Regions from separate parts of the Mus musculus genome. Here region 2 is linked to region 1. The links are chromatin contacts, called in public Hi-C maps. All regions are on one chromosome and are shown on one strand. Each heading gives the region's core, a stretch centred on a gene start, on an enhancer-like site or on the middle of the called end of the contact. The rest is flanking DNA. Distances are from core to core; before and after follow the strand shown.

Evidence for each region. A called contact is a pair of places that touch in the nucleus more often than the background predicts.
Region 2: a contact with region 1 is called in a Hi-C map of embryonic stem cells, with 1.8 times the contacts expected there. The contact joins two enhancer-like sites. A contact is called at or near these places in 2 of 484 Hi-C or Micro-C datasets (both in embryonic stem cells), 1 of 115 datasets of contacts at active chromatin or transcription factors (embryonic stem cells) and 2 of 9 other capture datasets (adipose tissue and pancreatic islet).

What each region holds. Positions count from the first base shown.
Region 1 is chr2:119,842,478-119,847,689 of GRCm38.p6, reverse strand. No RefSeq gene overlaps it. Among named protein-coding and RNA genes, the nearest start is that of Tyro3, 46 kb to the right of the region's middle. Within about 2 kb of position 3,944, at least 27 of the 459 cell types and tissues checked have an H3K27ac peak or open chromatin away from gene starts, as enhancers often do. A contact at or near this core is called in embryonic stem cells, where this site is marked.
Region 2 is chr2:120,042,997-120,048,604 of GRCm38.p6, reverse strand. It overlaps Sptbn5 (spectrin beta, non-erythrocytic 5), which reads left to right. Exons shown (of 67, transcript NM_001370938.1): 57 at 135-339; 58 at 589-783; 59 at 865-1,092; 60 at 1,358-1,575; 61 at 1,708-1,897; 62 at 2,049-2,225; 63 at 2,333-2,437; 64 at 2,938-3,003; 65 at 3,320-3,421; 66 at 3,526-3,608. It overlaps Pla2g4b (phospholipase A2, group IVB (cytosolic)), which reads right to left. Exons shown (of 20, transcript NM_145378.4): 20 at 5,572-5,608. Gm28042 (predicted gene, 28042) reads right to left here. Exons shown (of 27, transcript NR_104353.1): 27 at 5,572-5,608. Among named protein-coding and RNA genes, the nearest start is that of Gm52559, 4.8 kb to the left of the region's middle. Within about 2 kb of position 4,079, at least 59 of the 459 cell types and tissues checked have an H3K27ac peak or open chromatin away from gene starts, as enhancers often do. A contact at or near this core is called in embryonic stem cells, where this site is marked.

The DNA of each region.
Region 1 (5,212 bases), core at 2,695-5,194:
TATATATATAATTTATTTTATGGTTTTAAGTGTTTTGCTAACATGTGTGTCTGTGAAATCACGTGAGTGCTTGTTGTCTGAAGAGGGCAACAGGTCCCCTGGAACTGGAGTTATGGATGGTTGAGTCATCATGTGAGTGTTGTGATTCAAAGTTAAGAACGAATGCTCTTAACTGCTGAACCATCTCTCCAATACACACTCATCAATTAAAATAAAATAAACCTTTTTTTTTTAAAGGGGAATGCTGGGGCCTGGGAGATGGCTCAGTGGGTTAAAAGGTTTGCTTCTCAAATATGAGTGCCTACGTATGGATTCCCCAGTACTCATCAAAAAGAGAAGAAAAAAGCCAGGATGCAGGAGGCAGCATACCTTATCTCAAAAATAAAACAAAACAAGAAAAAACAAAACAAAACAAAAAACCCCAAAGCCTACTGATCTACAGATAGATGACCACAGAGCCGTGGGAGTGGGGGTTGGGAAGAGCCAGATGGCAGAGGAATAATCCAAGAGTGAGTCACGAATGCATGGAAGCGCACAGGATTTGGCAAGAAAGGGAAGGAAAAATGGGACAGTAGCCTAAAGAGGGTGAGGTCATGTCACACAGCGGCCTTTTCCAAGCAGCAGGAACTGGGAGTTGGGAGAGAACAGGGAACCAGAGCTGGGCAGAGCTGAGCAGCAATAAGAGATGTAAAGGCCACACCTCTCAGGAGACAGACTTGCTGCAGAGATGACAGAGGAAGTAAACAAGAGGCAGGTGGACCATGGAGACTCAAGAAATAAGAGTCTTTGCCCAGAGTAGCAGAGAAGGGGCAAGACAGGAAAGCATCTTTTATGTAAACAATTTAGAGAAAGGAGTCCATGTCTTCCCAGTAATAGCAAGAAACCTAACATTTAATGAACATCATGATGCCAACCTAAGCTACTTTTATTCTTTTATTTTTGCTTTCTTTTCTTTTGAGACAGAGTCTCACAGTGTAGCTCTATCTGTCCTGAAATTGCTATGAAGACCAGGCTGGCGAGTACAGGTGGGCCTCTACCTCACAAGTGCTGGGGTTAAAGGCAGGTGCCACCACATTGTGGACATAGGTGCTTGTTTTATTTGTTTGTTTGTTGGTTGGTTGGTTTTTTGAGACACAGTTTCTCGGTTTAATAGTCCTGGCTGCCCTGGACTTGCTTTGTAGACCAGGTTGGCCTCAAACTCACAAAGATCCACCTGCCTCTGCCTACCAAGTGCTAAGATTAAAGGCAGGTGCCACCACACCAGGCTGTTAATGACCTTAGAACTGAGTCATAGCCAAGCATGGTAGAGCATAGCTATAATCCAAAGGACTTGGAAGTTGCAGGCAGGGTATTGACTCCAAGTTGATTCTGGGCCAAATATTGAGTTCACACTTAGCCTGGGCTACACAAAACTTTATCATAAATAAATAGGAAAAAAAGAAAGAAAAAGAAAGAAAGATAGATAAAGTATGCTGGATCTCGACCTCATGGTTGGGGAGGTGGCTTGGTGGATAAAGGACCTGAGTTTGGACTCCCAGGACTGTAGTCAAAACACACAACTGTAACCTCAGTGCTGGGGACAGAGATAAGCAAGTTCCTAAGACTTGTTGGCCAGCCAGTCTGGCAGAAAAGACAAGCTCCTCCAGGTTCTGTGACAAACCCTGTCTCAGAAGGAAAGGTAGAGATTGTTAAAAGGACATTGGACTTCAGCCTCTGGCCTCTACATGTGCAGACACAAACATGCACTCTCACCCCTGACACACACACACACACACACGTGTTCACACATACAAAGAGAACTGGGCTTGGAGCTCGGCCTAGCACTGAAAGGCAGAAGCAGGAGGGTCTAAAAGTTGGAGGATCCTATCTTTTGATCTTGAAGGATTCTTTCACTTAAAGTTGTGATTTGAGCTGGAGAGGTGGATCAGGGGTAAAGAGCACCGACTGCTCTTCCAGAGGTCCTGAGTTCAAATCCCAGCAACCACATGGTGACTCACAACCATCTGTAATGAGATCTGATGCCCTCTTCTGGTGGGTCTGAAGACAGCTACAGTGTACTTACATATAATAAATAAATAAATAAATCTTTACAAAATAAATAAATAAAAAATAAAGTTGTGATTTGCATCTAAAATCCCAGCACTTGGCAGGTAAAGGAAGGAAATGTGAGTTCAAGGCTAGCCTGAACTATCAAGCGATACCCTGTCTCAAAGGAAATCAGCCAGATGTGGTGGCACATGTGTTTTATCCCAGAACTCAAGAGGCAGAGGCAGAAAGATCTGGGTGAATCTGAGGCCAGTCTGGTCTACAGAGTGAGTTTCAGGACATCTTGGACTACATAGTGAGGCCCTGTCTCAAATTAAATAAATAAATAGCCAGAGAGATAGCTGAACACATAAAGGCACTAGGCACAGAACCCTGACCATCTGAGGTCTGTCCCAGGAACCAACAAATAAAAGCCAGTGCAGTAGTGTGATTCTATGATCCTATTGCTCCTACAGATGGGAGGCAGATACTGTCCAGAAGCACTTCAGCCAGCTAGCCTAGAGTACTCAGTCCACCAGAGTAAGGAAAGACCTCAGCAAGGTGGAAGATGAGAACTGAATTCTGCAAGTTGTCCTCTGACCTCCATACACACACACACACACACATACACACACACACACACACACAGAGGCAGACACACACATGCTCATATGAAAGGAAGAAAAGAAGTAAATGGTCCACTTGTAAAAAGCAAAAAGAATAGTTTTTGTGATGGTTTGTATATGCTTGACCCAGGGAGTGGAACTATTAGTAGGTATGACCCTGTTGGAGTGGGTGTGTCACTGTGGGTGTGGGCTTTAAAACCCTCATCCTGAGCTGGGCAGTAGTGGCACAGGCCTTTAATTCCAGCACTTGGGAGGCAGAGGCAGGTGGATTTCTGAGTTCAAGGCCAGCCTGGTCTATAGAATGAGTTCCAGGACAGCCAGGGTTACACAGAGAAACCCTGTCTCGGGGGCAGGGAGGAAGGTCAGTATTCTGCTAGCAGCCTTCAGATAAAGATGTAGAACTCTCAGCTTCTCCTGCACTATGCCTGCCTGGATGCTGCCATGTTCCCACCTTGATAATAATGGACTGAATCTCTGAACCTGTAAGCCAGCCCCAATTAAATGTTGTTCCTTATAAGAGATGCCTTGTGCAGACTGTGCGAGGGACAGCCTCATGGAGGAAGCAACAGTGTCAACCAGCCAGACCCCCCAGAGCTCCCAGGGACTGGATCTCCAACTAAAGAGTATACATGGAGGCACCCATGGCTCTGGGCACATATGTGGCAGAGGATGGCCTTGTTGGATAGCAGTGGGGGGAAAGGCCCTTGGCCCTGAGGGTGTTCGATGTCCCAGTATAGGGGAATGCCAGGATGGGAAGACCAGAATGGGCAGGGGAGCACCATCATAGAGGCAGGGGGAGAGGGGGATGGGATAGATGGTTTCAGAAGGGGAGATCTGGAAAGGGGAAAACACTTGAAATGTAAATAAAGAAAATACCCAAGGGAAAAAAATTGCCTTGGGCCTGGAGAGATGGCTCAGTGGTTAAGAGCACCGACTGCTCTTTCAAAGGTCCTGAGTTCAATTCCCAGCAACCACATGGTTGCTCACAACCAGGGGATTGTAGAGCCGGGATCGATGCAAAAAGCAAGAGGAATTAATTGTTCCAGTGCACTGGGGTTGTCCCAGACCCACAGGAGAGGCAGCAACTACCAGCACCAGTTTGGGAGTTTTTATATGGTTTCCAGGGCAGAACAAAGCAAAAGCAACTAGGTACAATATGATTGGTGGAACAGTGCACCTTTTAAATTGATTGGTCTTTAGGGAATGAGGTGACAAGGACTTCGGTTGTCTGAAGATGAGCAAGGCCAGTCCTGCGGAATGTGTCCCCACCCTCAGGTCGGTTCTCTCTTGTGGTCTGAGAAATGCTAATTAGCCTCTCCCTTCTGGAGGGGCAGTGTTTCTTGACTTTCTCAAAGTTCCTGAGATGACCTTTTTAGGATCTGGTGCCCTCTTCTGGTATGTTTGAAGACAGATATATATATATATGTGTGTGTGTGTGTGTGTGTGTGTGTGTGTATTGGTCACGGTATCTGTTTACAGAAGTAAAAGCCTAACTAAGACAGTTTCTAAGAAAGCAATATTAATGCAATACACATTGAGAGCCAGTTTCAAAACCAAAATTAGTTAGTTAATTTAAATAAAGTGAGTTTTTAAAAGAACGGTATTGGAGAGGTGGCTCAGCAGTTAGGAGCACTGGCTGCTCTTCTTGAGAAGTGGGGGCAGGGGGTGGTCTTGATTCCCAGCGTCCACTCAGGAGTTAATAATCACCTATAACTACAGTTTCAGGGGATCTGTACTGTACTGAGGGGATACCTCCTCAGGTTCTCACAGGCACTGATCAAAGTGGTATGCAGATGCACAAGCAGGCAAGACACCCATACACAGAAAATAAGGAAAGAAAGCTGAGTGTGGTGGCACACACCTTTAATCCCAGTACTCGGGAGGCAGAGGCAGGCGGATTTCTGAGTTCGAGGCCAGCCTGGTCTACACTACAAAGTGAGTTCCAGGACAGCCAGGGCTATACAGAGAAACTCTGTCTCGGGAAAAAAAAAAGAGAGAGAGAGAGAAGAAAAAGAAAAAAGAAAAGAAAAGAAAAAAGAATTTCATATATTTGTATATATGAATCAAATTTCATATGATAGATCTTTCTCAGGCTGCTCTTGTAGCCCTGCCCATAGGTAACAACCCCATCTTTTCAAAGGCTGATCTGGCCTTCATTTGTTGGCACACACCTGAAATACCAGCACTTTACAGGCTGAGGCAGGACACTTCAGCTTCCAGGCCAGCCTGGGCTACAAAGCCAAACCCCATCTCAAAAATAAAGAAACCCACATCGTCTAAAGAAAACTCTTGATATATTCCATAATTATTTACGTCACTACGGAAACAGAAGGCTTTGCAAGTAAGAAGCCAAACTGCTCTATTCTCTTTCTCAAATGTCAGTGGTATGTTGGCAAAGATTCTGAGAGGAGTGAGAACAGAAAAGCAGTGACACGAGAGAGTCAAAATGCTCCTCATACAGACACATCAGTCAAGAAAACAACAACAACCGGAAAAGAAAGATTGTGTTCAAGACAGTTTGCAGGCAAATCTGCATCAACTTCCTCCAGTAATACATACTA
Region 2 (5,608 bases), core at 2,830-5,329, 200 kb before region 1:
CCACACACTCCCTGGAGAGGAGCCGAGAGAAGGGCGCAGATAAGGGAGCAGAGACGGGTGTCAGAGGGAGAGGAGGCTGGTCCAGTCTGGAGAAGGAGGGATGAAGCCTATGCTGTCCTTTCTTCCTGTCGTAGTCCTAGGGTGCTGGCCCAGCTGCAGGCTGTGAGAGAGGCCCATGCACGGCTGCTGCAGAGAGCAGAAAGCAGGGGGGAGGCGCTGCGTGAACAGCTGCACCTGTACCAGCTGGAGCAAGAGGCCTTGCTCCTGGATGCCTGGCTGACCACCAAGCTGGCCGTCGCTGAGTCTCAGGACTATGGACAGGATCTAGCAGGCATCAAGGTGGGTTAGTCCTCGGTAGACCCAGAGAACAGGGATTAGGCTTCCTTAGGCAAGGAAAACATGTTTGAGGATGGGAGATTCTGAGGGGTGAACGAGGATTCTGAGGGGTGCCACTGGAAGAGACTGCATGCAGTTCTAGAACTCTAAGGTTGAATGAGTGATGTTGGGGCCACTGGTACTGCCAGGCTCCTAATGAGCTTTCAAGGCTGCCAGTCGAAGGTCTGCAGTCCCTGGCCTTACCCCTCCTAGGTGCTGGAAGACATGTTTGGTGCTTTCAACAGAGAAGTCCAGAGCCTGGGCCAGGCCAAGATGCAGACCCTGAGGGAGCGGATGGCTTCCCTAGAAAGAGGAGCACCCAGGTTCTACCCCCAGATTCAAGCTCAGAAGTGTCGCGTCCAGGCCGCTTGGGAGGGGCTGAACAAGGCAATCAAAGTCCGTACAGAGGTAGGCCATGTCTCGAGGGGTGCTCCAAGGGCTGTGGGGCACAGTACAGCCTCCAGCAGGTTCCCCCTCATTCTTTCTCAGAACCTGGCAGCAGCCTGCGATCTCCGGAGCTTTGAGCAGGCTGCCTCGGAGCTGCAGAGATGGATACAGGAGAAGACCACCCTGCTGGAGGAAGCATTCCAAGTCCACAGCCTGTCACCTTCACAGCCCCTTCTGCAGCAGCAGCAGCAGCAGCAGCAGCAGCAGCAGCAGCAGCAGCAGCAGCAGCAGCAGCAGCAGCAGCAGCAGCAGCAGCATAGGCGCCTGCAGGTAAAGGCCTTGCCTGACAGAAGCTGCTCAGCCCAGCCCCACTCCTCCAGCAGAAGACCTGTGTGCCTCAGTCCCTCATCAGAGATGACTGGCAATGGCCTCGCCTGGGTCCTGCCCCTGAGCCACTTCTCCAGGGTATTCAATCACTTTCCTCTGGGCCAAGGGACTTGGAACAGGTTTTAAGCAGAACTTGTTAGAGGGGTTTCCACAGGCCAGGGGCTACTAATGCAGAGCATGCCAGTGTAGCATCATGTTCTGGTTGCAGAGAGAACTGAGGGCTATTGAAAAAGAGGTGTCAAGAGTGCAGATGGAGGCCCATCGGCTCGGCCAGCACTACCCTGTGGCTCAGGGGAGTCTTAGTGAGTGGCTCACCAAGGTGCAGGGGGCCTGGACCAACCTGGAGGCCAAAGTCCAGGAATGGAGCCAGAAGCTGTTGCAGGCTACCCAGGGCCACACCTTTCTTGGGAGCTGCCGGGAATTGCTGTAAGTAGGGGGCCATACTCTTAGCTCAGTTCTGCCCTATCCTGATGTTTCGGGGAGCGGGTAGCACTTCTTGCTGCTGTCCCTAAGCTGCCTTGCCAGCTCTGCTAGTAGCTCTCTTTCCCTGCCTGGCAGAGCGTGGGCTCAGGAGATGCAGGAGCTGCTTTCTAAGGAGAAGCAGGCTGGGGATGTGGTGGGGGCCAAGCAGTTCCTTGAGCAGCATGAGGCGCTGGAGCAAGAGATTCAGGAACGCTGCCTTCAAGCCCAGACCATACGGCACGAAGGGCAGCAGCTGCTGGACAACGGCCACTTCCTGTCCCCAGAGGTTTGAGCAGAGGACGGGAGGAGCCCCACTCCTAGAGGGGCTAGCAGCCCTAGGGAGGTTGAGGCAGCCTGAGATCCTTGTTGGCTCGGCTCTCCTGCCTGCCCTGGTGGGTGGGAGCTCTGCCCAGGCTTTCATGGCACCCTTCCCACAGGTGGCAGAGTGTATGCAGGAGCTGGAAAGACATCTGCAGGAGCTTCAGGTAGCCTGGGCCCTGCGTGGACAACGCTGGGAACAGACCCGGAGCCTGCAACAGCTGCGGCAGAGGCTGGAGCTGGCTGAGGCTTGGCTGGCCTCCTGGGAGCGCCTGCTGCTGGACCCCAGCTGTGGGGTAAGGGGAGGCAGACCCTGATATTCTCGGTTCCCTGACCCTTGGGGCTAAGCCTGGGGGGGGGGAAAGGAGAGCCAGCACCCCAGAACAGAACACATTTCTCTCAGCACTCGGTGTTGGAAGTGGAACGCCTGCTCTACAGACACGAGGGCTTAGAAAAGCTGCTGGTGGCCCACGAGGAGACATTCATTCAGCTTCAGACGATGACAGAGGTTCAAGGGCTGGAGGAGGGGAGGCTGGGGATACTGAGAAGAGGCACGAGGGGTATAGGGGGGGACAGTTGGTCAATCTACAAGTTAGGGCTCCTTAGGGCAGCAAGGCCTTGTGGAGTCTTCCTCAAGGCTTCTCCTTTAGGAAAGCCACCAACCCTGCCATGCAGGGTTCCGTGGGTGCACGAGGAGGGATGATTTACTTTAGAGCTGAAGCATGATCATAGAAGGGACCAGCACTCTGAGTGGGAGAGAAGACGGGAGGACTCGTGTTTGAACACTAGGGGTGAGCTGCACATCTGGCTAAGAGGAAGGAACTGTAGCGTGGTAGCCTCGTTGGACTACCATTATCTCCCTGGAGCATGTAGCCAGGTCACAGGGGCACAGGTATCCAGGGTCCACACTCTGGAGCAGGCCCAGGGGCCAGGAGTGCTGGGGGGGCACTAGGAAGGAGGAGTGGGTGTCTCCCTTCTGACATCTGGGCCCCCATCTTGTATTTTCAGGAGGCAAAGGGTGGTCATGTCACGGAGGCATCTGTGGAACAGCAGCCCCCCACAGAAGGGAGGCAGGTGCGTGCTAGCTCTAACTGCAGGCAACCATATTCAGCAACCATCCAGGCCTGCCACTGTGGCTTCTGGTAGACTCCTGTGTAACTTCCTGGGTGGTCTCAGAGAAGGCAATAGTTTCTACCCACAGAAGAGGAAAGGGGAAGAGAAGGGGCTTACCCCTACCTGCTTTGGTTGCCAGGTCAAGAACTTCCAACCTCTCGGTTGTCCTGTCTGAGCCCACCCTTGTTTCCTCTTCCCGGTGAAAACTGTGAGCAGTACTTTTCCTGAAAGAGTCTGAGGCCTGGCCTGGGGGCCCTTTTCCCTGTCTTCCCCACAGCCCAGAACCAGCTTCCCAACCAGCAGCCATGGGATCTTGGCAAGGGGAGCCTCGAGCCCATTCTCAGATATGAGGAAGGCAGAAGTGCCAAGTGGCACTGGGGTAAGAGCTCTCAGGCAATTAGAAGCATCTCAGGGGGATAGAAGATAGCTCCCATAGGGAAAAGCCAAGGGCCCCTGTGATCCCTGTACCTCATTGCTCCCCAGGAACTGGCTTACGTGTCCCCCCTTGTACCTGAGGAGACTGAATGTGAGAGGCTGGAGGACAGAAGGCAGACTTTCTTCCCAAGGTGAGGGTTATAGGCCTGGCCCGACAGCAAGCTTGGCTGGGGCTATAGGCAGAGGTCCAGCATGACAGGTCAGCTTAGAAGGCAGGCTGAGCATCTCTGAGTTCTGTTTGCAGTGTTGTCTGAAAAGCAGGCTGCAAGCTGGCAGCCAGCCTTGGGTAGCATGGCAGGTGGGCTGGAGGGGAAGGAAGGAGGGGCTGCTGGGGCCCAGGTTCCCAGTGTTATTGTACCTTACAGAGCTATGAGCTTTTACAGCCCATCTCTCTAGAAAGTGAGCCTTGCGGCTTTTCTCAATGAACTTACTACTCTGAGTGGCTTAAAAACTCGCCAGACACAGATAATCAGTAGCAGAGGTAAAGATTTTCCTGTCCTGTCCCCTTTGGAGTCTGTACCAACTCCCTACCTCCACCCCACCCCTTCTAGCCAGGGACTGTGTGGGCTCTGTTTCTTTTGGGACTCAAAGGCTGTGTTAACTCCAAATGCTGTCTTGATTGGTCTGGACTGTGGCCACGCCCAGGTCTATGTGCAGAAAGAATGTGCAGAACACACCCTTTGCCATTTGTGCCTGCCTCACGAGTCTGCTGGGTTCTCTGTGGAGTGGTGTGTGTGGGGGGGTTCCTCCCTGTTCCTTGGTCCTAGCTCCCTCCCTCACTGTCATCACCTCCCCTTGTTCCCACCTTTTTTCCAGAATCCCAAAGGAACCCTGGATTTTTCCACCTCCCTGCAGTGAGCTCTCAAGGAGTCTGCTTGGAAGTGTTGAGCGCTCACCCACACTGTAGCACCAGAGTAGAAAGGCAGACAAGGGCTGACTCAGCATGCATCTTAGTCCCTGAGCCAGGGACACAGCTTCTAGGAAGGAGCCGTCTTGGGCAACATGAACCTTACCCTCTGGTTCTACAGCCTAGAACCCAAGGTCAGGCTCCCAGCTGAGAGCAAGGACACTGTATCCAAGTGGGATACTGGTGGAATGGGTTTTTCTCTTTATCCCAAGATGCCAGGACTCAAGGCCCGCTCTGTTGAGTGGGCTTGTGAGACCCCCACATGGGAGACCCTGGCTCCCACACCTCAGAAAGCTGGAAGCCATCACACCAGCACTCTAAGGTGACAAGGCTCTCTTCCCCCATAGACTCCAGGAACATGCTATCACAGGGGCTCACTTCCCCCCCCCCCATCTCCCCACCTTCTACACCTACCCCTCAGAAGCTCCACATGCCATTACTGCTCTGGCCATCCCCCAGTCAAGAGTCTCTCTGGGTGACCACACACCCCTGGATGCTCCCCAAGTCCTCACTCTCAAACTTCTTTTCCTTGCTCTCTGAGACATCTGAGACAGTGCCTCTGCTCTTTAGCTCCATCCTGACTCCATCCTGTCTTGTCTCTGTTCCTGATTCCAGGGGGATACAGGGTCAAGGTGTCAGCATGTGCAGGCCAATGGCAAGAAGTATAAAGGCTAAGGGATTAGGCAGACTGAACGCAGGCTCTCCTTTGGCATGCTCAGCCTCACGTGGATCCTGGCTTCATGCTCAGCCACCTCAGCTATGCCTTTCCTATCTCCAAGCCAAGGGGCTTTGGGCCCTCTAAGAACTGGGGTAGGGTACTTGGGGCATCTCTAAGAATTGGGGTAGGGTACTTGGGGCATCTCTAAGAATTGGGGTAGGGTACTTGGGGCATCTAGATGAGGATGTGAATACCTCCCCCCCCCCCCACATACACCCAACACCAGTCCCCAGGTCCAGTCAAATACATCTGTCATATACATCTAGGCTGGCACTCAGCTATGTGCCTGAAGGCCCTCATGCTGTAACAGGTGATGGCCATGGTGACAGCCACAGCTGTGGTCCCTCTGCAAGCCTCCGGTGCTCCAGCTTGATTCTGATGCACAGGAGGAGGAACAGGACTTGTACTAGACGCACCAGTTTCTGGTGGTCCTGGGACTGACCTGAGGGCATGTACTTTACCACTGAGATTTAACTTTTTAAAAAAATATTTATTTATTTATTTAT